Linked DNA regions of Mus musculus: regions 1, 2, 3, 5 and 6 are each linked to region 4. A link is a contact called in public ChIA-PET, Hi-C, HiChIP or PLAC-seq and promoter capture Hi-C data. All regions are on one chromosome and are shown on one strand. The core of a region is the stretch at or near the end of the contact, and the rest is flanking DNA. Distances in the headings are between cores, read along the strand shown.

The links. Promoter capture Hi-C pulls out the DNA fragments that hold promoters and counts their contacts. Hi-C and Micro-C count contacts between places; a contact is called where the count stands out from the background. ChIA-PET counts read pairs in DNA pulled down with a chosen protein or histone mark. HiChIP or PLAC-seq counts read pairs in DNA pulled down with a chosen protein or histone mark.
Region 1: a contact with region 4 is called in a promoter capture Hi-C map of liver, with 5 times the contacts expected there. The contact joins the enhancer-like site here to the promoter of Taf2 in region 4. A contact is called at or near these places in 13 of 39 promoter capture datasets (the 3T3-L1 cell line, 3T3-L1-derived adipocytes, the C10 cell line and 9 more), 2 of 484 Hi-C or Micro-C datasets (Th17 cells and uterus), 2 of 115 datasets of contacts at active chromatin or transcription factors (bone marrow-derived dendritic cells and large pre-B cells) and 3 of 9 other capture datasets (adipose tissue, liver and macrophages).
Region 2: an RNA polymerase II ChIA-PET map of memory CD8 T cells shows a contact between it and region 4, with 8 read pairs. The contact joins the enhancer-like site here to the promoter of Taf2 in region 4. A contact is called at or near these places in 5 of 39 promoter capture datasets (the C10 cell line, embryonic stem cells, hippocampal neurons and 2 more) and 1 of 115 datasets of contacts at active chromatin or transcription factors (memory CD8 T cells).
Region 3: a Hi-C map of B cells shows a contact between it and region 4, with 8 read pairs. The contact joins the enhancer-like site here to the promoter of Taf2 in region 4. A contact is called at or near these places in 2 of 39 promoter capture datasets (the C10 cell line and liver), 1 of 484 Hi-C or Micro-C datasets (B cells) and 2 of 9 other capture datasets (adipose tissue and liver).
Region 5: a promoter capture Hi-C map of liver shows a contact between it and region 4, with 3 times the contacts expected there. The contact joins the promoter of Sntb1 here to the promoter of Taf2 in region 4. A contact is called at or near these places in 10 of 39 promoter capture datasets (the C10 cell line, embryonic stem cells, hippocampal neurons and 5 more), 1 of 115 datasets of contacts at active chromatin or transcription factors (memory CD8 T cells) and 2 of 9 other capture datasets (embryonic stem cells and liver).
Region 6: a contact with region 4 is called in an H3K27ac HiChIP or PLAC-seq map of large pre-B cells, with 4 times the contacts expected there. The contact joins the enhancer-like site here to the promoter of Taf2 in region 4. A contact is called at or near these places in 4 of 39 promoter capture datasets (the C10 cell line, liver and stem cell-derived epiblast-like cells) and 2 of 115 datasets of contacts at active chromatin or transcription factors (embryonic stem cells and large pre-B cells).

Annotation. Positions count from the first base shown.
Region 1 is chr15:56,044,147-56,048,415 of GRCm38.p6, reverse strand. No RefSeq gene overlaps it. Among named protein-coding and RNA genes, the nearest start is that of Gm46516, 120 kb to the right of the region's middle. Within about 2 kb of position 1,340, at least 30 of the 459 cell types and tissues checked have an H3K27ac peak or open chromatin away from gene starts, as enhancers often do. A contact at or near this core is called in adipose tissue, liver, neural stem cells and 1 more, where this site is marked.
Region 2 is chr15:55,849,016-55,853,587 of GRCm38.p6, reverse strand. All of the region lies in intron 1 of Sntb1 (syntrophin, basic 1), which reads left to right. Among named protein-coding and RNA genes, the nearest start is that of Sntb1, 56 kb to the left of the region's middle. Within about 2 kb of position 2,312, at least 51 of the 459 cell types and tissues checked have an H3K27ac peak or open chromatin away from gene starts, as enhancers often do. A contact at or near this core is called in memory CD8 T cells and pre-B cells, where this site is marked.
Region 3 is chr15:55,827,026-55,831,350 of GRCm38.p6, reverse strand. All of the region lies in intron 1 of Sntb1 (syntrophin, basic 1), which reads left to right. Among named protein-coding and RNA genes, the nearest start is that of Sntb1, 78 kb to the left of the region's middle. Within about 2 kb of position 2,185, at least 83 of the 459 cell types and tissues checked have an H3K27ac peak or open chromatin away from gene starts, as enhancers often do. A contact at or near this core is called in B cells, adipose tissue and liver, where this site is marked.
Region 4 is chr15:55,070,839-55,075,447 of GRCm38.p6, reverse strand. Taf2 (TATA-box binding protein associated factor 2) reads left to right here and starts at 3,296. Exons shown (of 26, transcript NM_001081288.1): 1 at 3,296-3,601; 2 at 4,001-4,055. The coding sequence starts at 3,519.
Region 5 is chr15:55,905,375-55,909,988 of GRCm38.p6, reverse strand. It overlaps Sntb1 (syntrophin, basic 1), which reads left to right and starts at 3,040. Exons shown (of 7, transcript NM_016667.3): 1 at 3,040-3,965. The coding sequence starts at 3,398.
Region 6 is chr15:55,614,880-55,619,313 of GRCm38.p6, reverse strand. It overlaps Mtbp (Mdm2, transformed 3T3 cell double minute p53 binding protein), which reads right to left. Exons shown (of 22, transcript NM_134092.3): 18 at 1,566-1,832. Among named protein-coding and RNA genes, the nearest start is that of Mtbp, 60 kb to the right of the region's middle. Within about 2 kb of position 1,268, at least 4 of the 459 cell types and tissues checked have an H3K27ac peak or open chromatin away from gene starts, as enhancers often do.

The DNA.
Region 1 (4,269 bases), core at 91-2,590, 970 kb before region 4:
TAATATTAATTTCTTGGTGTGTTTTTTACTCAGGCCATTTTACAGAAACTAACCGTACTGTTTTGCGACTTGGATATGTCTTTTACAGTGAACATATAAGTGGACTTTTTCTGGAATAAAGGTATATTCATTCAACAATTAACGGTGAGTGTATCTTATCATCTGAGGCTGCAGCTAGTTGTCCTGGGGATTCCCTATAATCTCTAAGGAGGCCCACAGACTCACCTGATTTAACCTGGATTTCTTTCCTTATCCAGAAACTGACCAGGACCTACAGTAGTGTGGACTTTTCTGAACTTTCTTCTCCATCTTCCTTGATATCATCTATTATTTGTACTTTGATTTCATTTTTAGGTACAAGGTTTTAGTAATTACTTATTCTGTTGAATCAGCAAATTTTTCAATTAGAATCGCCTCATCTTGTTTGTAAAGATAAGTTTAATTAATGCTAGGTCATTTCATCCATAAAAGCTTCTTAAATGAATATACATAAACTACAACGGAGACATGGAGACAGAAGGCCTAAATGACTCCCCTCCTTCTGAAGTAGCTTCTATGTCCCCCAGTATACCTCCTGAACTGTGGCAGGAGTCTCCAGTGTCATGACACAGGCAAGCCACATACTAAACCTGGGGAGTCCCCCCGGAGAGTGGTAGCCAAGCTCAGGTAGGACAGCCAAGAAGCACAAGCTGTAGCTGCCTACTAATCAAAGAAGTTGTAATTGTTTTAAAATATGTTAGGTCATTTCATTAAAAATTAACGTTAACTGTTGGCCTGAATCCAGAAGAGTGGGAAAATGCACTGTAGGGTGATAGTCCTAACACTTTACCCAGAGGTTCTCATGACTCTGTCCTAAGATCAAGAAAATCCCTATGGCTTAGAGACTTTGAGCCACTGGGTACACAGACAGAAACTGAATAAAGACCACTTTCCTCAAATAATGATGAGTTTAGTACAACCCAACACTTACAGTAATCGTTCAGATGGGACAAATCTTTACCATCCTCTAAAACCTGCCGCAAAGGGCCATGGGATTCTCTGCTGTAACACAGAAGAACTGCGAAGGTTATTCCACTGGCTTTCGTGGGTATTAATCCTACCCTGTTTAGTCTCTTCAGCTGGTAGGAGCCCTTTGGGGGCACGTTAAGATAGCACAAACGCACAGCCCTTCTCAAGAATATATATCACATACATATATTTTCACCACTAAAGTCTTATCATATGATCCGCCCTCTCTGAAGTAAGTCTGTTCTACCTGTGGGACCATTGGTATTCAGGGAAACAAACACCAAACACCCTAGGGCTTCACTTTGTCCGGTGTTACCACCTGGTGCCAATAGATGGCAGCAATACCAAGGGACTGCGTAGCCATGGCCGCGGGGAATGTTTTGTGTTACCTTTTCAGTCTAGGTTGTTTTGGTTTTAAGGGCTCAGATCTGTGCCCAGGAAAACATGGTGGTGGGTAGATAAACAGCCTGGAAAATCCTCTCTATTGTCTCACTTCATGTCTTCTCCCACTGTTTCCTGCCAGAGAACTGCTTTCTGGGGTCAAAATTCCCTCTAGGCAGAGTGTGAGGAAATACTAATACATTGCCATCTTCTGTCGGTCTAACACTAGAGTTTGATTGTTCTAATGATACAAGAAGGATAAAAACCTACTGGAGCAAAGAGTCTGTGTCACGTGGTTTGTGCGAGCATATTTGAAGGCGCCTTGGACAATACGATCCCTCTCCCCCTCCCCCTCCCTTCCCCCCCTCTCCCTCTCCCCCCACCCCCCCCCCCTCTCTCTCTCTCTCATATTTTTTTTCTAACTTTAGCCCAGATTGCTTCATTCAGGAGGACTTAAAATTGCTCACCTTACATAAACTCAAGGATAACGCACAAAAGGGAAGAAAGGGGGATTCCCATTGATGAGATTTGAACTAGATAAAATATCTGAAGACTTTCCTGGGAGAAGAAGAAAAATAAAAGGAAAAAGGAAAAAACAGTGGGTTGTCCTAAAGGAACCAACTTCCACTGAGCTGGGTAGAGTTCTCTTGACCAATAGTCGGCTCTGGTTGACTAATGAGAACAGAAAGGACATGATAACACAGCTGCCACAGAAGCAGAGACACAAACCCCACTGCCCTGTCTTCTTCATCAGTAATCAAGATGGTTTCTGAAGCAGAAGGAAGTTCTTCAAGGAACTGGTAGGCCTTGACAATGAAGTCCTTATCTTGACGTGGGCAATAGGGGTATTTCTGGTACTTTTGAGTATAATCTAATATTAGCCAAAATAGCTACCCGTCAAAGACAATGCTGCTAAGCATAGCTTCCCTTTTATTATTTTTGCATTCATTTTACCCAAATTCTGTTTTCTCACCTCAAGTGACCCCTCAAAGAATGCTCTATAGGAACCGAAAAGCCCAGTCTGAATCAGACCTACCTTGTTTCATGTATCGTTTTGTGTTTGTAATAAGCTTAGCCCAGATACTGTGTCTCTTTAACTCTAGGCCTGCCATTGTGTGTTGTTAGTAGACCAGAGTTCAGAGCTCGCTCACTATCACGCAAAATACATTTAATAATCATGGTATACAATCTGATAAGCAAGCCATCTTTCAAATGGACCCGAGTGTCCTCCAAAATGCACTTTTCCCTCTGGACTGTTCAGCTCAGGATCCACTGAGCTCATTGGTGTCAGTCTCCCCTGTCCTTGGGGGTTCATAGTACTTCCCCTTGGCCTTCTGCCATGCACGTGTTCCTCTGTCCTGAAAAGAAAATGGAAATTTTGGGCCATAGAACGTTTCAAATAATAGGTGCACTGATGCTATACTGTCAAATAATTTATTCTTCTGTGACCATGCACAATTAATACAAACGTGTGATTAGAGTACAGAGTTTATTCTCTGTGTAGGGAGGATCTGACCCCGTTTCAGTTGTATTTGTCTCAGGACTCCCATGATTCCAGCTCTCCCCACTTGCTGATGTTAGAACTGATCAGTGAGCAGGGAAAATGTTCATCTGATAAGCCTCCATGGTCAGGGTTCCTGTCACTCATTAGTTAGTGGTCCATGGATGATCATTGTCTAGGTCCAGCATCCTTTAGAATTAGCAAAGTGGAGACATTCTATGTCGTTCCTGCAAAATCTGTTAGCCAGAAGAATTTGAAGGAAGAGTTTCCCCCTCCTCAATTGAGTGATATAAAACAAAAGAAAAACAAATAAGCGGTACGATAAATGCTCTACTCTTTATTTTTTTTTTTTTTCCAAAGAGTAGGTTGCTGCCCAACACCCTCCCAAGGACCTTTGCTCTTTCCCATTTTCCATATTTGGTGCATTAAATGTTGGGGCTTCTTCTCTCCATCTCGAGCCAGTGGGGCTTCTTGAGGTTAACACATATTCTGATCATGATTTCACATTCATCACAAATATTTTCTGCCCCACCTATAGAATCTATCACTTTTCCAAGGAACCTGATTCCTTTCAGACAGAAACAAAATATAGACTTCATGTTCCCAGAACCCAGAGTTTCTTTCTCTCAGAACAGACACACTTACTGGTTTCCCCAAAAGACATACTGAGGAAATGTGTAATTTTTATAAAGAATAGCGCATGCTATATATAGACTCATGCCACCTCTTTTCAGTAGAAATAAAGATTAGTGAATTTTTAAACTCATTAAACTCATTTTTTTTACTTTAATGTTATTTATTTATTCTAGGAATCTCATCCTCTAAAAATGCTAATTTAATTACTTCGTCATTTTTATCCCAATCTAAATGGCAACACTAGTCCTAATAATTATGTAACTGTTGTCACTGGTAACTAGCCAACATAACTCAATCTAAAACCAAGCAAAACAAAACAAGCCTTGAACCTCTTTGTATTCTTAGAATCAGAGTCAGTCTCCCTAGACAAGATGTACAATCTTATTTGCTTATTTGGAGATTTGTATCTGAAAGACATTCAAAGCAATTTTGGTGATTATTGTAAAATAGAATTTATATCTAGTAAGGTTTCAGAGACTAGCAGGCTCTGCTATGCTGTTTTCTCTTTTACTTGGGTTAGTTAAGAAGTTGCCTAAGTTAAGGTAAAGAGCTGGAGAGGTGACTCAGTGGTATAGATTGCTTGATCCTCTTCCGGAAGGCCTGAGTTTGATTTCTGGTACATATTGAGCAGCACACAAACACCTAAAAACCCAGCTCCAGGTGATCTGCACATACATGTGTGTGCACACACACACACACACACACACACACAGAGAGAGAGAGAGAAAGAAATCTATTTCTTT
Region 2 (4,572 bases), core at 1,063-3,562, 780 kb before region 4:
CAATGTGAGAAGTTGCACCCTTATAGCTAGTTTGAGCTATAACAAGGTAAGCGAAAGAGAACAGTTTAGAAAAGCTGCCCACGACAATGTTGGGTACCCACTGAGTGCAGGAACTGCACCTATTTGTTCTGCAAGTTTTTTCTCCTTGGTCCTCATACTGGCATTATTTTCATTTTATAAAAATGATAAATGGAAGCTGTAGAGGTTAAGTAGGTGGTTCCTGGTTATGTAACTGGCAGCTGATGGTGCTGCTTGCTGGGGAATTGGTTTTGTTTTCTCTTTTTTATATAATAGTTAATTGGAAAGAAGCCCTTGAATCCCAAGACAAACTTGTAAAGGTAAAGATAAATTGGGGCCAGCTGTAAGACCAGATGTTTTCTCCCAATGCCAATGCCAAAGTTGTCACCAAGGCAGGTGCAGGCATGATCGTTGAGACAGGCTTCTTGCACATAAGCTGTAGCTTGGAAAATTTCAAATCACAAAGATATCAGAATCTGCTGCAAGAAAAAGAAGTGGAAGTAGGTACAGAGAAAAATGACTACAAGAAGTTTCATAAAAAACACCCTGTCTGAAATGACCCCTCTCTCTACCCAGTTGTCAGTCATTACTAGGAAACACCTTTGCATAGTCTCCGAGATTGTCTTAATATGTACAACATGATCTTGGCCTAGATGAATTCATTAAACTTCAAAGGCTGTGGGTTTTTTCCACACTACCTGCCCTCCCCTTCCCCTACACACCTGTATTTCCTCCTTGGTGTAACTGAACTCCCTCACTTGTCCTTTTGCTGACATATGAAACCTCCCTGCATTGTCTAGCCTCATCAAAACGTCTCCATTTTATACTACGACTCTGTCCTAGCCAACTTGTTCTCTTGGCAATAATAGGTGGGTAATTCAATGAAATCTAGGAATCACAGGTAAGATTTCTCTCCCTGGAAACCTCCTGTCATATTTAAGCTGTGTGCTTATTCTGTGAGGTTTCAGCACCCGAGTTGTAGTATATTGGAGCCGAGGCTCCAGGAGGAAGGGTTCATTTGTATTCACCAGGAACCCTTCCCATACTTAAATCAGAATTCCCTTTTCTCATGCATAAACCTGGTTCCACGTGGAAGATGGCAGCCTGCCTTTCATTTTCCACCTGACACTTCATGACAGATGGAAACATCCCTTCCTCTTCTTTCTCCTCCTTATCTTCTCACATCTTTCCCTGAACAAAGGAGCATCCCTGACCCTTCCTTAGTCGATTCCATTTAAACAGAAAACCAGATACACCCCCAGTGTATTCAATTATTTTGTAATCAATTCCCTTTCTACAGCATCTTCCTTCAGAGACTCGGAGAACATTTTACAAATTGTACTGGCACCATTTTTACAAGTCAGAGCAAAGAGGCCTGCCTCTGGGAACAACAATTGAGAAGAAGTGAAGACGGACAAAACGTGTGTGTTATCTGAGTTACGAAACACCTAGAAAAGCCAGCTTGACAGACAAATCACTAATGAAGGAATTTCAAGCTAGCCAGGTGCTGTGATCCAGTGATGATCCCACTGAATTTTTTTCACATTATAGACATAATGATTGAATGATTGCTTAGATGAAAGCATGGATTCGGAATAACTATTGTGTTCATGCAATGTAACAGACACTGGGCTCAGTCCTGTGAATATGAAGGTTTTAGGGTGTTGCTGTATAATACAGTGGAGTGGAGACCAGACCCCAATGCTTGCCTTCAGGGAGTAGCCATAAAGATGTGAGACAATAGGCACAGTAAATGATTAAGTGACATGGGACAGGTATAAACAGGAAGGTACCACCTAGCTTACGTGTGGTGGCTTCCTCAGAGGTGGTGTTGGTGTTTGTTTGTTTGCTTGCTTGCTTGCTTGCTTGCTTGCTTGCTTTATTTGATTGGTTTTTTTGAGACAGGGTTTCTCTGTCTAGCCCTGGCTGTCCTGGAACTCACTTTGTAGACCAGGCTGGCCTCGAACTTAGAAATCCGCCTGCCTCTGCCTCCCACGTGCTAGGATTAAAGGCGTGCACCACCACTGCCTGGCTTAAAATAATCTATTTAAGTTGAATACTTTCTTCATAAACCCTGATGTCTAGAGGTTTATAAAGTAAAAATATAAAAACTTTGGGAGAACCATATGATTGCTCTGACTCAAATACTCAGGCAGTCTCTTCCCCCAAAGAGAAAACAGAATCCAAATTTATGAGGGTCTGGTCCGGTCACAGAGAGCATGTAGCAGCATAGAACCAGAGAGCAGTCACTGAGCCACGCCCAGCCATACTGTGCAACTAAAAACCCAAGACAGGCACTTGATTCTAACGGCCTCTTATTCTGTTTCAGTTTCCTTCTTTGCAAATCTTTATCAACATTTATATACAAGACTTTCATAACAACCCAAAAATTCAACAGGCAACCACAAGACAAAACCTCTTCCCTGTACACAGGCAACCACAGGACATGGCCAGCAAAGTAGAATAAACTTCAGAAGATGGGTGTATAGAAGAACTGCAATCGTGCGTGTTAAGTATATTGAACCAACTCTGAGACATGGAAAAATCAATACATTTAAGTAGACTCCTTCAGAATGAGAAAACTTTTCAGTAGGTCAACTGCTAGCATCCAATGAAAGGGAAAGTTTAATACACAGCCTTGGTCACAACTGGGGTTGAAGCACACAGAAGAAAGACTATTTTCCTTCCTATTTAGTGTTCAAGTTTTCCCAAGAGTTAATTGTAAAAGTTGGGGAAAAAACAGATTGTTGAAAGAAATAGCTAGAAATAGGGTATAGCTAAGACTTCCTAATTTATCACTGGACTAAACCACTCTAATTTTTTTAAAAAGACCTGACACTGATTCCATTTTTTAAAAGCCTGGCAAATTAAGACAACTCTAGTAACAAATGTTAAAAACAATAGCTGTAATGATGGCATGTGGCTTGTATTTGCTTGCTTTGTGTCGTGCATTTACATTACAGCCAGCCTGTATAGTTTTTATACTGAGCACCGGGTACCACACCACTTGAGAGAGATATTATTACTAACAACCTCAAAAGTCACTTTAATGGTGTTAGTGCTCTCATGTATGTCGAACAGGAAATGCAAGCTCTAACAGGTGCATTTTATCCCGTTCCTACAGCTGTGAAGGCGCATGGCTGGGCATAGAGTTGCCTGAGTCTGTCTGCCCCTCATCTTTCCATCCCACCATGTCTAATGAAACCAGAGCACTGCACCACATGGTGACAAAAGTGTGTGTCCGTTGTCAGTGTTTCCGTACCATTTTTGTGTTCTGGGCACTGAAATGGTAACCGCTTTGCTCCCGGAAGGAATTTCTATGCTTTTATTTTTTTTCTCTGGAATTCTCTGTCCTGAGATGGTGGGCAAATCGAAGACCTAATGTGTTTCATTTTCTAGAGGCTACTCCAAAAATGATTCAGTGGGGCCACAGAACTCCTGAAACCTGAGCCTGACTTTCCCAGACAGCTAATCGCTTCACCATCCAGTCTCCACCATTACTGCATGTGCCAGATGCCTTAGCAAATAGAACCTTCATGCTTAATTTCCAGACCACAGTTCCCAGACCGCAGAAGTTTGATGGCTACATTTTTTTTTTGCTATTCCATCATTTCTATTTATGTGACTAGATATATTTTTAGAGCAGGTTTAAAAAAGATGTGGGGGGAAAGCCCACCCCAAAGAACTTCCTGGTCTAATAGAGAGGATGCTGGAGTCTTCACATCAGCAGAAGGAACAGGATGTTGGCTGTTGCTACAACATATTTGGTTCAGCAGTGGGCTGTCATTTATCTGAGGGGATGTCTGGTTGTAGGAGGAAGGGGGAGCAAATGGTTCTGGTTATTTATGGATCCCATGAATTTTCATCAATAGGCACCATGCACTTCCAATGTTGATAAGCATATCTATTCTAGAGTTCACCAAACACAAAATGCTTGGTAATATGTCCACTTATTTCCTGTGGGAAAAGACTAGCAAAAGAAAGAGAGAAAATAGCCATTTCATATCTCTCTTCCCAGAGACAAGTATGTTTAAAACTGAGCACACTGCTCTGGATTGTTCGATTTGTATGTGAATGTATGTGTGTGTAAGTATGTGTACATACATGTGCATACATACAACTTCTGGTTTTTAAACAAAAACTAAGGCATAACTTTAAATCCTACATGTTCACATGACTAGTTTTTCACTTGAATACACACCATGAACATCTTCCTCTGGGGGGGGGGGGACCTCACTTTTTCAAATATCTAACGGGCTCTATAAGATGCTGGCTGCTTAGATTTTTTCCTACTAACAGAGTATGCATAGTGACATCTTAGTAACTCAAGATTTGTTCGATATCTCTTATTACCATAAATTAAATGAGTAAAGGTGGGCTTTAATGGACTGTAAGTCCTGTACATATTCAAAGAGAGTAAACTGTACCAGAGTAAAGTGGCTTCAGGGGACAGTCTAAATATAGGAAACACCATGTTTATCACACTCAGTAATAAACCATTATTTTAAAAGCTGGTCATATAATTTATCTTAATATGGTGATAATTGGCACTAT
Region 3 (4,325 bases), core at 936-3,435, 760 kb before region 4:
CTCTGTTCTGCTCTGTCAGCTTACTCAGGAAACAGTGAACTTTTCATTTCAGGCTCTTTCTTAAGCCTAGTTCTGGGTGATATTAACTATGATTATAGCTACATATAAATGATCTAAAATCAGCCTTAAGTTACTAATGCATGCATAGGATACATCATTCACAAGCTCCAGGTCTCAGTGTTAACCTACTTATCTCTTTGTGACCCACTCCCCATCTAGACCCATCCAGCCACAATTTCTAATTTCTTTCAGGTTCCTTCTAAACAACTGTACGTACTTGTCATTCAATACCTCGAATACAAATAAAATTTAAAAAAACAAATCTATCCATCATGTTGGGAATCATTTGTAAATTTAATTTTATTTAACGAATTAATTCACAAAGGCATCCGACAAGTAAGATTGGGCAGAAATCTCTCTGGTAATCATCCCATTGTAATGTTCAGAAAGATTTGTCCTAGGACTTAAGGCTCTACTCTATCATAGCTTCTCTGTGGTCAGGTGATATGGCAGAAAAAGCATCAACCCTGGATGGAGTCAAACTCACACAGAGTAGGCTGACCATTCACTGGCTTGATGATCTGCAAACCAAGAATAATGAGGGGTTATGACTCATCTCAGTGTTGAGCATTCAGTGAATTTGACTCCAGAATGGTGGAAACACCTGCTCTTTCCTGAATTTGGACCCTAGTAGTCATTAGGGCCTTCTGCAACCCAGCCACTCTTGTTGCAGTACTTGGTATACAGCAGGGAAATGTACCTGACAGACACTCTCCTGTTCTCTGAAAGTAGCGACCAGCGTTACTGCACACTGCTGCCACCCAGGCCCCTGCATGTATATAATCACAGCTTGGCAATCACATCATCTCTGTGTGCAGTTGCCATGATGATCATGATTTTAACGCTAGAAACTGGACAGTACAATAACTTGCTCACAGTCATCTTTCAGGTAAAGGGCAGGCCATAAATTGCACAGCATCTGCTTGCTTGTCCCTCACACTCCTTGCCTGCCTCTTGTGTGGATCAGATGTTCTTACTCTCCATCAGCATAGCCCTTGGACTCCATAGAAAAGAAAAGAAGTCGTGACTGTCAGCCTGCCTGGCACTTGTCCCCACAGATTTTAGCACACTTTAAGTTTATTGTATCTAATATAACGAGAGGAGGCTGACTTTGACCCACAGGCCACATAGTATTCATCCATGCTGTGCTGACCAGCAGGTAAATGTTTACTGAGTGGGATTTCTGTTCTCTCCCATGCCACTCTCCAGGAGAACCTCGATGCCTCTCAATCTATGGCTCACAGCAGGCTTGGTACAACTCCTGCAGTATAATGCCTAATAAAAAGAGAAAAAGCGTTGACTGGGAAGACTGGCAAATGTTATTTAAGCTGAAGAGGGCCACTACAGCTTGACTATTAGACCATTAGCATGGGTAACGCCGGGCTGTGGGTCTGCCAGCCTTCCAGTTTCAGATTGTTATGACTTTCTAATTGCCAAGCTTCTTCCCCAGTGCCAGAATGTGCCTCTTCAAACCCCAACTGCAAGTTCATTGTCGATTACAATCAGCTACATGCTCTCCTACATTGTGGATCTTTAATGGCTTTCATCCCGCACCACTGACAGAAACTCTCCAGATAATGGCTCTAATTCCTTTGAAAACTCATGTTTTTGCTTATGTACACCGGAAAAAACAAGCTCTGATACAATTGCTTTCCTTCTGCCGATTTTCCTTTTGACAATTATCTGAAGAGAGCCTATTTCAAAATACTTACATTATCTTTAATATTCTTGAAATACATTTATAAATTAATTTAGCTCTTTGAATAGTTGGGGAAATAGATATTTTAAAATTATATGTAATTGAAAGACAAGCTTAATTCATGAAGCATAGTTTTACCATAGTGTGCCTGGAGCAGATAGTGCTTGCCTTTTTGTAACAACAAATAGATCTCTGACCCAGAAAAAATTTCCACTCCATGGTCAACAATACCTCTTAGAAAGTCTACCAAGCTATAGATGATAACCACTGACCACTAAGCTAGTATCGTGTTTTTAAGTGACAGTTGATGTCTTAGGAATATATTCAGAATTGACTTTTTGAGGCTATGTGAAAACAGTCCTTACATAATGCTCTGCGTGATGTTTGCTTCTACAACACTAGTAGACAGAGGCAATACTTCCTGTTATGTACATGGGGGAAACCCACAGCCCTTAGTGAGTTGGGAGGGAGGGGTAGAGAGCACAAGATAGTGAGTACTGAACTCTCAAACTTCCCTCTCATCTCAGGCAGAACAGATGGATGGGAATGTACTACAGTCAGCATTTATAGCTCCTTAACTCCTTTAGTTTTCTTCTTTTTAAAATATAACAGTTACCTTATTGTAAGGAACTCACAAATAAAAACAACCCAAGGTTAAGTTAATGTAGACACTCAAATCCCCTCCTGGTCTCAGACTTTGTATATCTCAATAAACTTCTCTAGTTAGCAATAGCATTCTGAAGGTGTCTCCACACCAGCTCATTACTATACCCTTCCTACTCTTCTTTCTCTTCGGGCTTAACACTTTCACTATCAGTTACAGTTACCAGGAAAAAAAAACATGAAAGAATTGAAGTTACAAAAACAATTATACACACTTTCATGAATCCTGTGCCCAACCTTCTCCATCACCCTCTGTTACCCTGCCTTGTTTTCCCTTCTAGACATTATATAACATACACTGTGTACGTGTGCGTGTGCGTGTGTGTGTGTGTGTGTGTGTGTGTGTGTCTTCTGGGCATGCACCCAGGCAGTTCAGTAACCTATCATAGAGATATTTGCATTTCATGCTTATTGCTACTTTATTACTACAGCAAGGATCTATTAGTAGATAAATAGATAATGAAAATCTGGCATATAGAAAAATGAAATATTATTAAACTTTAAAGAAAAACAAAACCAGTAAATCCACATGAAAATAAATGGAATTCAAATACATAATACTATGTAGGGTTGCCTAATCTCAGAAAGAAAAAGACTACTATGTTCTCCTGTATATGCAGAGTCTTTACCTATAATATAGTGATAGATTTTTTTATACTATTAGGACCAGTGATCTAACTTACTATCGGTGTTGGAAGATATTGGCTTAGTAATAGTGAGGATTAGCTTAAGGTCACATTTTAGAGAGACCCTGCTGTGTGAGATAATGAAGTAGCTGCCTTAGGACAAGGGAATGGTGTTTTAGGTTTCCTTTCAGCCATTCAGGGCTCTAAAGTATTGAATGTTGTAGAACCTTCCCACCAGAGTGTCCTCTCTTCCTCGGCTGTGACTATTGCTGCCACAAACTGACTTCCTTTGATGGTTTCCCCACTGAGGGCTTCTCAAAAGGTGGAGTTAACGTGGAGTGAGAAGAGGATTAAGGTGCAGGTGGTTTATGCAGGACTTCAGCTCAAGAAGCAGAAGATTGACACAGGGATCCCTAGTCAAAGTAGGAAGGATGTAGTCATGAGCTGGTTGCCACTTTGGATGACTGCGACTGAGGAATACAACTGTTCAGGATACAGCTAGAGTAACGACACCCTCTAACTGGTTTGAAGGCTGAAGGATAGCCAGTAATATCTCACTTCACCCTAGCTTCTTCTTTACCTTCCCAGCCTCCCATGGTTTTCTCCATGATTGTCTGACTCAGTGAAGCTGAGAGTCCACAGGTGAGCTCTTGACACTTGAAGGAATTGCCTACCCTCAATGCAGCTGAAGTTAGAAAGGGTCCAAGCATTAGCAGGGCTACTCATGCAAGCCAATAGTTGGTGCTACATAGCCTAACTCCCATTACACCTTGCTCTTCATTTCCTCCTAATTGCATTGCTGCAGCTTCTTCTATGCGCTGTGCTCCTCACTTCCAGGCCTCAGTGGTCCCCCACTGACTCTCTGGGATTTTTTTTTTTCATCCTTCCCGCCACTGTTTCCTAGATACTTTGCTAACCCAGCTCTGCAGTTCCTCCAGTCTGCATGTGTCCATCTTCAACTAATATTAATTTTTATCTGGTGTTTCTATCCTTTCTCTGCTTCCCATTTCATCAAAAAACAACAGAAGATCATTTCAAAAGCTCAATAGGCTCCTAGAGAGTTAGACGCAGGTTACCTGGCTTGCAACTGTCTCTTTAAAATCTGGCACACGCCCCCCCTTCCTTTAAATCACTCAAGCCACTTCCCCACTCCACATTTCCTACAGAGGAACCCCAGATAAAAATAGATCTCAGAGTCCCAGATCTGTAATGTGGCCTGAGCTAAGGAACTCAGCTCCATGTAATGGCAGAGAGGGGGGGAGAGGGAGGGGGAGATG
Region 4 (4,609 bases), core at 2,047-4,546:
TCTGAGTTCAAGGCCAGCCTGGTCTAAGGAGTGAGTTCCAGGACAGCCAGGGCTATACAGAGAAACCCTGTCTTGAAACAAAACAAAACAAAACAAAAAACAAAAAAAAAAGAGAGAGAGAGAGAGAAAACTATTATATCTTGAAGTCTGTAAGAATTCTGTAGAAAGTTATTTTTTTCATATATAAAATTCCATAACTTTATTTGCTGTCCTAATTATTAATACATTTTAAAAGTTTCCTGAAGAACTATTAGTAATAGTCTCATTCAGAGCTTTATTTTGTTAAAAGCTGTTTCTATATATACTATCTACATACATGTATATGTGTATACACACACACAAAGACACATGGGATTTATTAGAGTGGCTTACAGGCTGTGGTCCAGTTAGTCCAACAATGGCTATCTTCCAATGGAAAGTCCAGGATTTCAGTAGTTGTTCAGTCTATGAGGCTGTGTGTCTGTCTGAGCTGGTCTTCGGTATCCTCCAGCTCTAAGAAGTAGGCTCTAATACCACTGAAGAAATGAGCTTGCCAGCAAGAGCAAAAACAAACAGGTAAAGAGCAAAAGTTTCCTTCTTCCCTGTCCTCTATATTGGCTACTACCAGAATGTGTGTCCCAGATTAACGGTGGCTCTTCCCACCTGAAAATATCCAGCTTAAAGGTGGGTCTTCCCACTTTAGACATTTAATTAAGGGAAATCTCTCATAGGTGTACTGAGCTGCTTAGATTCTTGCTAATTCCAGATGTAATCAAAGGGACAACCAAGAATAACCAACAGTGTATCAGTTGTTTACATTGCTGAAATGGGCTTACCACTGGCCTCTGCTTACTTGACTATGCACTACTGATAAAGTGGGCTTAATCCTGCATTCTATGTGAAGAATACTGGAGGAGCAGTACTCCCCTGTGTGGGTAAAACTCACTAGCTAACTATAAATCGTTTCTAGTTTTGGCAATTCCGTCTTCCTGTTCACTGGTTGCTCCCACTCTCAACGAGGAGCTATGCTCTGCAAAGTCCTGGCACTCTGTCTTGTGTGCCCCAGCTATGGCTTCCCCCAGTCCATACATAGATGAAATCAATGATGACTCACAGACCCAACCAGTGAAGACCTACTAGATCCAACTATTGACCTACTAAACTCAAACAGAGGCCAGTGGGAATCAATTGAGGTCATGTTAACAGTTGGCTTAAAGTAGTGGTTCTCAACTTTCTTTTTTCTTTTCTCTCTGTAGCCCTGGCTGTCCTGGAACTCACTCTGTAGACTAGGCTGGCCTTGAACTCAGTAATCTGCCTGCCTCTGCCTCCCAAGTGCTGGGATTAAAGGTGTGCACCACCACGCCCTGCCAGTTCTCCACTTTCTTAATGTTACAACCCGTTAATACTGTTCGTGTGTTGACCTCAACCATAAAATTATTTTCAGTGCGACTTCATAACTGTACCTTTGCTGTTATGAATTGGAACCTAACTATCTGATGTGCACATCTGTACATTTTACTACGGGACCCTGTCAAAAGAGTCTTTTGACCCCTCAAAAGGTCATGATGCACAAATTGAGAGCCACTGGCCTAAGGATTGACCCCAACAGCGATTCAACCAGACCACAGGCCTGTCAACCATACGTGTGTGTATCTATATTTATATGGACTTTTGTGTCCTGTAGTGATGTTGAGACAGTCGCATCCACCTTTCTAGAAGAAGCCAGTGAGACCACAGATGGTTATGTTACTTTCCAGCTTCCTGAGCAAAGATTTTTAGCAGATTGGCACCTCCGTGGAAAAAAAAAAAGCAAGTTTTCCCCAGTCTATCTTTTTTTTTAAAGTTTATTTATTATTTATTTTTTATGTATATGAATACACTGTAGCTGTATTGATGGTTGTGAGCTGTCATGTGGTTGCTGGGAATTTGAATTTAGGACCTCTGTTCGCTCTGGTTGACCTCTCTCACTTCAGCTTGGCCCTGCTCACTCCTGCTTAAAGATTTATTTATTATTATATGTAAGTACACTGTAGCTGTCTTCAGACACCCTAGAAGAGGGCATCAGATCTCATTACAGATGGTTGTGAGCCACCATGTGGTTGCTGGGATTTGAACTCAGGACCTTCGGAAGAGCAGTCAGTGCTCTTAACCGCTGAGCCATCTCTCCAGCCCTCTTTTTTTTTTTTTTAAATATTTATTTATTTATCTATCTATTTATTTATTTATTATATGTAAGTACACTGTAGCTGTCTTCAGACACTCCAGAAGAGAGCATCAGATTTTGTTATGGATGGTTGTGAGCCACCATGTGGTTGCTGGGGTTTGAACTCAGGACCTTTGGAAGAGCTGTCGGTGCTCTTAACCACTGAGGTATCTCACCAGCCCCCCCAGTCTATCTTTAAAACAACAGTTTCCACTGGGTATGATTATCACTGCACTTCATTCACCTGCATTTCTGAGAAGATTGCAACTTGGAACAAGCCTACTGCTACCTTGAGGGAATTGTAAAAAATTATAAGTCTGACGATGGTCCCAGCAAATGAGAACGCTTGAGGAAGTGGTCCTGCATAAAGATTGTGTAAGCCATTTATGAGCTCTGCCTTTACTTTGTGTGGGTTTAATAAATAAATGTTCATTGGGAAAAACGAAGTCTAGTTTTGGAAGGTTTAATAAAGTTATGGCTTTATTTTCCTAATTGGTTTTGTTTAGACGAAAAGTTCAAATTAATTTAAAGTCAGCTAACGACCTTGTCAGGAGTAAAAAAGATAGGTGGAGTGAAATCTGTGCAGGTGGGAAAATGTTAATGGACAATACTCTAACGGAATTAACGGACATTGGTTTGCATCTTTAACCCTCAAGAATAGAAAATCCACAGCTTCAAAAATGTCAAAAAGAAAATCTGTTAATTCATAAGACAAATACGGAGGCCATGGGACTTCTGGCTTGAGAGTTCCCTGCGGTCTGATTACACATTTGGAGTTTAAACCACAAGGTCCAAATGGGTGAGTTTGTTCTTGACAGCAATGGTTTCGGGACCATTACTAGGTCCTAGTCCCTCGCCCCTTCCATCCCTTCTTGTCTTCCACAAGCACGATTCGCCTAACACTTAACGTCCCTTCCTTCCTTCCCCATCTTCCTTTTCTCACCCAGTAAATCTTCCCTCTGCTCTCTTAATTTTAGAAATAGTTTTGAGACAAAGGAGAAAAGCCAGACGAGAAATCCCAAACTTATCGTGCAAACCCCGCCCACTCACGCCCGGACAAGACTTCCGGGTTCTGCCTCCGCGGCCGCGCCACTTCCTCTGACGTCACCGGTCAGAGGTGACCGGCAAGATGTCCGCAGGCGGCGGCGGCCGCTTAGAGCTCCTGTAGCGCGGCTCATCTGTGTGACAGGGGCCGGGCGGAGGCGGCTGAGAGTGGTCGGGGAGGGGACAGGAGGCGGAGGACGGGTGGCTAGGCGCTCCGGGTGCACGGGCCGCTACCGGGAATGCGCTGCAGCGCCCCGTGCAGCCTGAAAGGCGAGCCCCGCAGGAGCTCTTCATGCCGCCCACCGGCTTAGAGTCCTCCAGGATGAACAGGAAGAAAGGAGACAAGGGCTTCGAAAGCCCACGGCCGTACAAATTATAAGTACCTTTCCCCTACTCCGTTTCTCGCCCTGCTCTGATTTTGTTTTCATTGATTCTGTGAGTGACTTGATGAGTCCGGGAAACTAGTGGGAAATTAGAGCCCACTCCAGGGGACATGATGTTTGTAGGGTGAAACGGTTTTGAATAATTGTTCAGCATACTCCTTCCCCGCCCACGGGCTCATAAACCTTTCTTAAAGTACCGCTATATTTTTTTGTCAAGACAAACCTTTTCATGGCTGTTGCTCGATTTAAAATAAGCAGGTTACTCATTTTGTAGAATTCGAAGACAAACTACTGTGTGGTTTTTGAGCGGCTCAGTATATAGTCCCTATTCGTACTTAGATTTATGCTTTCATATAATAATAGTCGTTTCTTTCTTTTTTTTTATATATACAACCCATCAGGTCGTCTGTATCAACAACATAAACTTCCAGCGAAAATCAGTTGTGGTAAGATCACTCCCGGTCATCATAAGTCAGCCTTTCACAGTTCTTGGGGGGGATTCTATAGTCTTCCAGATTATATGGTGCCCCAGAATAAGACATAAGAATTCAAGTCTAGTTTGCTATACATGCTGTTCTCTGTTCTCCCCACCTTTTCCCATTTCCTGATTAAAATGTTCAAATATGCTAAGTATATTGTGCAATAGGAAGTCTTTATAGTCAAACACCTTCACATTGTGCATTAGACAGGACAGCCTGTAGTCATAGCAGTCTTAGATTCAGCTGTTCATTTATGGAGTGTCATTTGGAATATTTGTCACACATTGCTATTTGGGGATAGAACGTGAAAACATTAGGGAGTATTTGTAATTTAAGTTTTTACTTCAGCAGTATAGGAAACTCATGATACCTCTCAGTGAAGCTTAGCATTATTAGAGTCAACGTGATTGATAGAATTATACTGTGTTAGTTGAATTGCTCTTGTCTATAAGACATTCCTTTTTTGTTGTTGTTGTTGTTTTGTTTTTTGTTTTTCAAGACAGGGTTTCTCTGTATAGCCC
Region 5 (4,614 bases), core at 1,791-4,290, 830 kb before region 4:
TTCAAGTGTCCAGCTTCTCCAGATGCTCAAAGCAACAGGGCCAAAGCCATAAAGTGTCACCTCAGGGCCAAGAGCCAAAATAAGTCTTTTCTTTTTATAAGTTGATCATCTCGGGTGTCTGGTACAGTGACAGAAAGCTAACACAGAGGCCATGGGAGCCAGAGGATTTTCTTTCCCAACTGTGAGTATTGTGAGATCCCACTTGAGCCTTCTCACTGGAAACACATCAAGGTGGACAAGGCTTACCTTTGAGAATCGGTGCTGATAAGAAGTCAGAGATGTGGTACTTTCTGAGGGATGATGCAGGGCTTCTCAGCTAGGGAGAGCCCAAATGGCTGGCCATTTTAAGTATCACCAAGACAAAGTTAAAATATATCAAATGGAGGAGGGCAGTGTGTTCTCTAAGCTTTTGAAGAAAGAAAGGTCAGAAGGAAATGTTTCTATCTTCTAATGAAGGGCTGGGCCTTCACCAGAGATTTGTCCCTAGAAAGGACTCTGCGTTCAGATGAGCACTGGGGCTATGGTTGCTAAGCTGTATTTTTAACAGAGGTAAGACAATGGTTAAGTTTCAAGTTCGTGCTGCTATTTACTAATTACATGTGCCAGGTATTAAACCTGAGCCTCCACTTCTTCAACAGTAAATGGGAGTGGCCATTACAGAATTGGCCCTCAAGTATTGCCTAGAGGATTGGGTTAACATGTGGAGAGTACTTAGGGCAGGGACTGTAATTACAATCCAACTAGCAACACCACATGCATGCCTCTGGCCTCCTGATAGTCAACTTTGGTCTCCTTTCATTCTGATGTAACTTTCAACCAGGAATCTATTTTCTTTCCATAGAGGTGTGCATACACAGAAGAAAATGTGCTTAGCACAGAGATTCGTGGAAAAGCCCATCCCAGAGCCTGCCATTTCTAATGCCTAATAGATCAATTACTTTGTGGGTGTGTCTGGCATGCATCTACTGCAGAGCCACAGAGGCAAAGCATTAGGATGCTGGCTGGGGGTTTCTGGTCCAGGGACAGGTTAGCTTTGATTTTTTCATCTTCACATTGGCATCCTGGTAGCAATGCCAACGCTAGTGATTTATATTTCAAAAGCAAACACTTAGTGATGAAGGGCCTGAAACCTCAGCCTCTAAACCAAAGGCCAGCTCCCCCCTCCCGACTCTCTCTCTCTCTCTCTCTCTCTCTCTCTCTCCCTCTCTCTCTCCTGTGTGTGTGTGTATGTGTGTCTCTGTCTCTCTGTGTTTCTGTGTGTGACTGTGTCTCTGTCTGTTTCTGTGTGTGTTTCTGTGTCTCTGTGTGTGTTTGTGTGTGTATGTGTGTCTCTGTCTCTGTGTGTCTCTGTCTCTGTGTGTGTCTGTTTCTGTGTATGTCTCTCTCTCTCTCTGTTGCTCTCTGTCTCTCTCCATCTGTCTCTGTCTCTGTTTCTCTCTGTTTTTCTCTGTCTCTCTCTCTCTCTGTCTCTCTCTGTGTCTCTCTGTCTCTCTCTCTCTCTGTCTCTCTCTCTCTCTCTCTCAGGTTTCTTTCCAACAGTGGTGCCAGCTGTGTTAGTTCCCTGGCTAACCCAGTCCAACAGGAAGGACTGAAGAACTTCCTGGGCTCCTGTCCCTGTTGTGGGCAGGTTTACATGAAAAAAAAAATGAAGATTTTTTTTTTTTTGAAGTATAGAAAGTTAAAACTTACAGGAGCAGGACAGTGGCACACCCTGTGTGAGCTGTAGTGACTTCAGTTTCTCAAGAAAGTCTCAAGTATTTTCATTGAGTTCTGTAATCCCTGTCAGGGACTTCACGGGGATTCCTGAGAGTTTTTAAGTATCCTTGATTAAGTAAGTCTGGAAAGAACTAGAGCTGTTTGCTGCAAATACCCATCACAGTGGGGTGATGACATGCATGTTACAGAAGACCCTCTTCCTACTGGCATCTTATCAGGAGCTTCACCTTCCAGAATTAACAGATTCTGCTTTTTATTTTGTCATCTGGAGAAAGGAGAGGGCACAGCAGGAAGACCAGTAAGTCTTAACACAGTTTAAGTGAACTGTGTGGGACCTGCTTAGCAGAACTCTGGGATGTTCAGCCATGGCTTGGGTTACAGTTAAGGTGGCATTTCCTGATTGGCCTAGGAACGGAACCAAGAGTTACAATGCCATCACCTTGGGACAGAGCAGCTTAAGAGCCAAACAAGCAGTTTTCAGGGAACTTGGAGAACAAACCTATTCTTAGCTTTTAAAGAAGACATTTCCTATATGGAATCTAAGAACAAAGGAGGGAGCCCTGAGAAGCGTTTGGGCTGGCACGGGGATGGGGTTGGGGGAAGTATGGAGCAATGCAAAGAGCAGACACTGAGTTAGACACTGTGTCCTGAAGATGAGGCAGACAGTGCCCCGTTGAAATTCAGGGTAGGTACTGAAAGAAAGCCCTCTTGTCTTCAAACTCCCCCAAAAGATGCCTTGCATTGACTTAGAGGATAGGAGTACGTGGCTTGATGAGGCTTCATTCTATGTTCTTGTGACAGTTTTCCCCTGACTTCTGGCACAGCCTAGGATCTCTCTCTCTCTCTCTCTCTCTCTCTCTCTCTCTCTCTCTCTCTCTCCCTCTCCCTCTCCCTCTCCCTCTCCCTCTCCCTCCTCTCTCTCTCTCTCTCTCTCTCTCTCTCTCTCTCTCTCTCTCTCTCTGTAGTTTCCTTCCCAGAGTCCTGGGATGGGGGTGGAGGGAGACTGAGTTGAGGCAGCGAAGGTCTGGTTTGAGGAAGACTTGGATCTTCAAACACCTGCGGGAGGAGAGAGGGGAGTTGACTCAAGAGGATAGAGTGAGCGCACCTACTAAAGGTGAGTGTGGAAACCCGTCGAAAATAGAGGGTTGAGAAGAAAAGGGGGTGGCGGCGGGGTTGGGGTAGTGGTTTGTGACCCGGTAGGTTTGGGGGAGCTGCGGCAAGGTGCGGCTGAGAACTGAGGCACCCGGGTCTGAGCCAGCGCGACGTGGGAGTGTGACGCTGCAGTGGCGAACAGGTGAGCGGCTGGGGCTCCGGGTCCCCGCCCTTGCCTCCTCCTACCGATTCTCTACAGCACTTGGCCGCTCCGCAGCTCCTAGGCTCCTCTCGGTTTGGGGTTTTGCAACTGGCAGCTGGCTTTTTTCCCTCCTCCCCTGTCGAGGGCTCTCCGTCTTCTTTTAGGTTGCTCCACCCCGCCCAGGATCAGGCGAGGGGGAACAAGCTCCGCCGCTGCAACTGGCGCCCGGCGCAGCCGCGAACACGGGGAGTGGAGTCCGGGGTCTGAGCGCGCGCTGCCAGGCATCTGCTTCTTCCGTGCCTCGGTTACCCTGAGTCCTCCCATCCTCACCCCTTCTCTACTTTTCCCCCGTTTGCAATCACATGGCATTTTAAGAATGCTGGAAAGATGGCGGTAGCGGCAGCGGCTGTGGCTGCGCCGGCTGGCGGTGGAGGCGCCCGGGCGCAGCGGAGCGGACTGCTGGAAGTTTTGGTGCGGGATCGCTGGCATAAAGTTCTGGTGAACTTGAGCGAGGACGCCCTGGTGTTGAGCTGCGAGGAGGGCGCTGCGGCGTACAACGGCATAGGGGCTGCCACCAATGGTTCGTTCTGCAGGGGCTCCGGGACCGGGCACCCGGTCCCCGGTGTCGCTCAAGCCCCGGACTCTCCCGCCGGGGTCCGCACCGCCTTCACCGACCTCCCGGAGCAGGTACCTGAGTCCATCTCAAACCAGAAGAGGGGCGTGAAGGTGCTGAAGCAGGAGCTGGGCGGGCTGGGCATTAGCATCAAAGGGGGCAAGGAAAACAAGATGCCCATACTCATCAGCAAGATCTTCAAGGGGCTGGCAGCGGATCAGACCCAAGCCCTGTATGTGGGCGATGCCATCCTGTCGGTGAACGGAGCAGACCTGCGGGACGCCACCCACGACGAGGCAGTGCAGGCATTGAAGCGCGCAGGCAAGGAAGTGCTGCTGGAAGGTAAGGGGTTAACCCTGCGCCGGCCTTATCCCGCAGTTCCACTTACTCTTCTGCGCGTCAGCACACTCACACTCACCAGCCACTTGCCCCAAAGCCCTAGAACCCCACAGTGCCTGTGTTTTGCAAAAGCAGTGGCACGACTTTCTTTTTTGACAACTTTTACTACCTGGGGGCAAACTCATCTTCACTTTGGCCCTGACCCAGGGCGCTGTACTAAAACACTGGAGTGCCTGGGTTTTCCTGGCTTGGATGAAGTGCTTTAGTGCACTGGTGTCGGAAGTTTCATACTTATCGGTACACGTGGTTTCATATTTTTATCTGCGGACAATCCAAATGTAATTTGGAGTCTGGGAAATGGACCGGGAAATGGAGAGTGGACGGAATTTGCATCTGCCCACATTGTAAAGCAGGGCCACTGACTCTAGGCAGCTCTAGTACTTTTCTACTTTGGCAAAAATTTTCACAGCCTAGGCAATCCAGCTGTGAAGACCTGAGAGGTAATAAATAAATAAATAAATAAATAAACAAATAAATAAATAAATAAAAATAAAAGCCAGAGAGAGGTGGCAGTATTTGAATGCTAAAACTCAGCCACCCGTTCCTGCTTCCCTTCCCTCCAGCACCAGAGAGAGTCCATGAGGCTGTGCAG
Region 6 (4,434 bases), core at 19-2,518, 550 kb before region 4:
CCATGGCATGCTAGACTGTCTGGGAGCTGAGCAGCACTTTGCATGGATTGCTCCCTGCTTGTGAGTGTGGGCGGGGTAAGTGCACTGCTTCTCCATCTTACCACAGTGACCTCCCTGCCATGAAGGACCGCAGACCTCAACTGTGAGGTGGATAAGCCTTTTCTTTTTGACACTGCTTCTGTCAGAGTATTTTATCAGAAAAGTAGCAAGGGCAGTGCTAAAAGAGAAGGCAAGTGATAACTAGAATTCAAGCTAACAAGGAATGTAATGAGCAATATTAGGATTCCTCTACTTATACACTTAGAACCCTAGAGGAAGCACTCATACCCTTCACTAAAGAATGTTACGAAAGAAACCACAAGCCTTTGTGCTATACCTGTGCAACGATCTGTGCAAAATAAGTACCTAAAAGCAAATACAAGTAAAACAAAAAAAATGATTCTTATTTCAGCTTTCCTAAATCATTTATATTGCTTCTACAATGACGCAGAAATGTTTTCCTTAAGCCGGACGTGGTGGCACATGCCTTTAATCCCAGCACTCAGGAGGCAGAGGCAAGCAGATTTCTGAGTTCGAGGCCAGCCTGGTCTACAAAGTGAGTGCCAGGACAGCCAGGGCTACACAGAGAAACCCTGTCTCGAAAAACCAAAAAAAAAAAGAAATGTTTTCCTTTTTCAAAGCAGACATTAGAAGCATCCTTCTGTTCCTCTCAGGCTACTGTACACTGTAGTATACAGTATACTTTGTCCAAATATAAATCTTTTTAACGCCTTTGCTTTGCAACTTAATCAGACATAAAAAAATGCCATGAACTAACAAAGTTGTCATAAAAATCATTTAGCTATTTCATAGCAGGAAACAGCATATTCGTATTTTCACCTATTCCAAAGATCTTCGAAGGTTTATTTCTACACATTTTATAGTTATTTTAAAGGCTTAAGTGTAGTCAGAACTTACAGCATATTTTATGCCCAGGGCTAAATCTAACACATGGCCTATAGATCTATAAATTCAGTATTTATTTTATCAACATCTAAATTCTAATATATTTGGACTATTTGGCTAGCAAAACAAAGTGTCTTGAAAAGTTCCATAAAATGTACTAACACTTTTGAAGCTTTATTTACATGTAATGAGTGGTTTTTGAATGGAGCCCCATGAAGCCTCTTGGTTGAAGGCCAATGCAAATAAAAGAAAGAGCAGAGAGAGAGTTAACAAAAAATTCCACCCTCAACTATCATCTTCAAAGGGCAGCTGAGCCTTCACCTACTGGGGGCACCTCTAGAGCTCTTGACTTGACAGCTTCACACACCCACTGTGCTGATGGGCTGAGCATCAACACAGAAAGCAAAAGCTCTTGGCTTTTCCAAGTCATTTCTTTTTACACCTTAGAAGCAAAACCAGTTGAGTACTCAAAATACAAACGAACTTCCTAGTATGAAGGAATGAACCAAGAAACCCATGCAATCAGCAGCATAAAAGTCTGAGGCAGACATGAAAGGAAATCCTCCCAGAGAACAAGATACTTCTCTGGAGACACTGTCCCTGTGGACTCGACAGGTCACCTTTTCTGGGGGTACAGGCAGCTGGGGTCTTTAGATCTCCGCTTCAATCCAGAAACTTCAGTCCTCAGTTCGCCTTGCAGTGCTTCTCCTTCGGGGACACTCTGAGGCTCTGACAGAACTGCAGGGGATGGAAGAGGGCTCAGCACGGTGGGGACTGGAAAACTGTCTCTGGTGCAGGTGGTCTGCGTCTCGTAACGAATAAGGCGCGACTGAAGTTCAGAAAATCCCCCATCTCTTTCTAAAGCTTTTTGGTCATCCAGGCAATATCTAAAATGAGAAAAGAGCGTTGAAATCAAATCCAGGAGAACAATGGGGCCTTTTTCCCTTTCTAAAAGAAAACAGCAAGACACTGTCTTAAAACTTGCCTAGTTCCCTAACAATTGTTAGAAAGTTGACTGAATGGCCTACTTCTCGGCAGCTCACATTTTTTTCTTAGTCTGCTATTGGACAAAAAGATTTACGAATGTGAAGTACAATCTAATTCCTCTTCGATGCACTTCTGTGGCTAGAGATTCAGTTCGTCCTTTGGATTATGTCCAAACTGGCATGGCTGTTGTTTTAATGCCTCTTAAAACTCTAGCCACCCCTGAGTTCTCAGCATGATGGGGATGCAACTATGGGAAATGCTGACTCTGCTGGAAAGGGTGAGTTCACTGTCAGCATAAAGATTTATAGGTATAACGGTATTCAACACTGAAATTCACTTGTCACCCGACTTACAGATTTTCTTTTAAACGTGTTGGTTGCCTGTATATCTGGGCTCTGGTTTAACCTAATCCAGTGAGTCAATGACGTATTAGCTGTGCAACTGCTTCTGGACTCAAAAATCCACGCCAAGCACAACAAAGAAGCAGGGAAAGCATCGATGGCCTTGCAAAGCTCTCCACATCCTCCCCTTTCCGTAACTGCATCAAGGACCACAAATGACTTCACCATGAATGATGGGTGGTCCAAGTAGAATAGACACAAACCTTTTTCATCTGTCCTTTCCACTGTAAAAGGGGTCTAACATGGCCCCTAATACCAGAGCTCATCTCCCAAGGAACATGTCAATTCTCGGACACCCGATAGCCCGATGAGGCTTTCAGAACTTTATTTCAAAGATTATAGGTCATAGATTTATATGGATTTAAGTCCTGGTTCCGTTACCTATTAGCTATGTGAATTCGGGCAGATTATTTTATGCTTCTGCTGCCTAGTGTGAAAATGTGATTTGAAGTACTTATGGAAGGAGGCCCTATCAGGATTAATTGTGAGTGGTGTACTAGGGTCAGACTTCAAAACATGCAGTGGCCACCAAATGAACAAGGCTGCCTCCATCATCCCCAGATTTACCCTCTACCATTGTGCACCTTACAGCACACCAGTCACATGGAGCATAATCAGAATGTAAACTGTAGTTGATGATTGCAGAGCCCAAGTAACCATTTAGTTACTAGTGTGACATCCCTGAGGTTAAGGAAGAAGGGTCATCTTGTTCTAGTCAATGCAGATAGATCTTATAATCCACTGGAAACCTGAACATATATACCACACACCCTAACTCCATCACTAGCACTTCCAAAAAAGGGTTTAAAGATGATTCTAAGACAAAAAGAGAATACACAGAAGAGCTGGCAGAATAGAGGTCATTGTTAGGAGAGAGACAGTGTTGTCAGTCCAAGGGTCCAAAATGACTGAGTCCTGTAGAATGAATAAATCTAGAGCTCTAATGTAGCAGGAGGAAACCGTGTGTGTTCTACTCCCCAAATTTCCTAGCATTAGACTTTCAGTGCTTATTACACATGGCAAAAAGAAGTAACTGTGTGAAGTGTAGCTATGTTAGCCTGACTGTAGTAATCATGCCACTCTGCAGATATGCAATACCATGGTGTTATATATCTTACATATACAGCGGAAATTCAAAGCTGCTTCGGTGATCCTAAAGTGTAGTAGTGTAGAGTGGAGGAACCCTGGTCTAAACTTGAACTATTAGCAATCAGTGCTTCAGTCAGAGGACTGACAGGCAAAAGAGTGGGTTTAGATCACAGATCCTGATGTTTGATTCTTTCTCTAGCCTTTGGTTTAGCTTATTGTGTGTGTGTGTGGGGGGGGGGGGAATAGCAATAACTCTGAGGTTACTCATACTCTGTCCGGGGATATAAATAAAATATACAGTAATATTAAGAACCATGGATTTGTGCAGACTCTGGGCAAGAAGCAATGCAATATGTGATGAGCCTGTATATTGAACTGTTTAGAGAGAAAACTATCCTATGATTATACGGGTATTTTCGTACTACCATGTTTTGTTTCTAAGATGTAGACTTTTAAATGCCTTATAATTCTAGGTACTCCCAATGCCCTTCAACTGAATCACGCACTGTGCACAAGCTCCCTGTGCTGTCATTAAAATGCCCTTTAAGACAAAGTGACACGGTAAAGGAGAGACACAGAATACAAGGTACATATCTGATGTCAGGGAAATATTTACTGTTGGACAAATGATTAACAGTTTCGTATTTTCTACATAAGAATAGCTAAATGTTTTATGGCTGCTGTGCTGGTGAGTTTTATGTCAACTTGACATAAGCTAAAGGCATCTGAGAGGAGAAAACTCCAATTAAGAAAATGCCTCCATAAGATGGAGCTACAGGTAAGCCTGTCGATCAGTTTCTTAAGTAGTGAGTGATGCAGGAGGGCCCAGACCATTATGGGTGGGGCCACCTCTGGGCAGATTGCCCTGGGTTCCATAAGAAATCAGGGTGAGCAAGCCATGAGGAGCAAGCACGTAAGCAGCACCCTTAGCTCCTCGCCCCATGTGAGTTCCTGTCCTAACTCCCGTCCGTGATGGACTATGGATGTGGAATCATAATCCAAATAAAGCCTT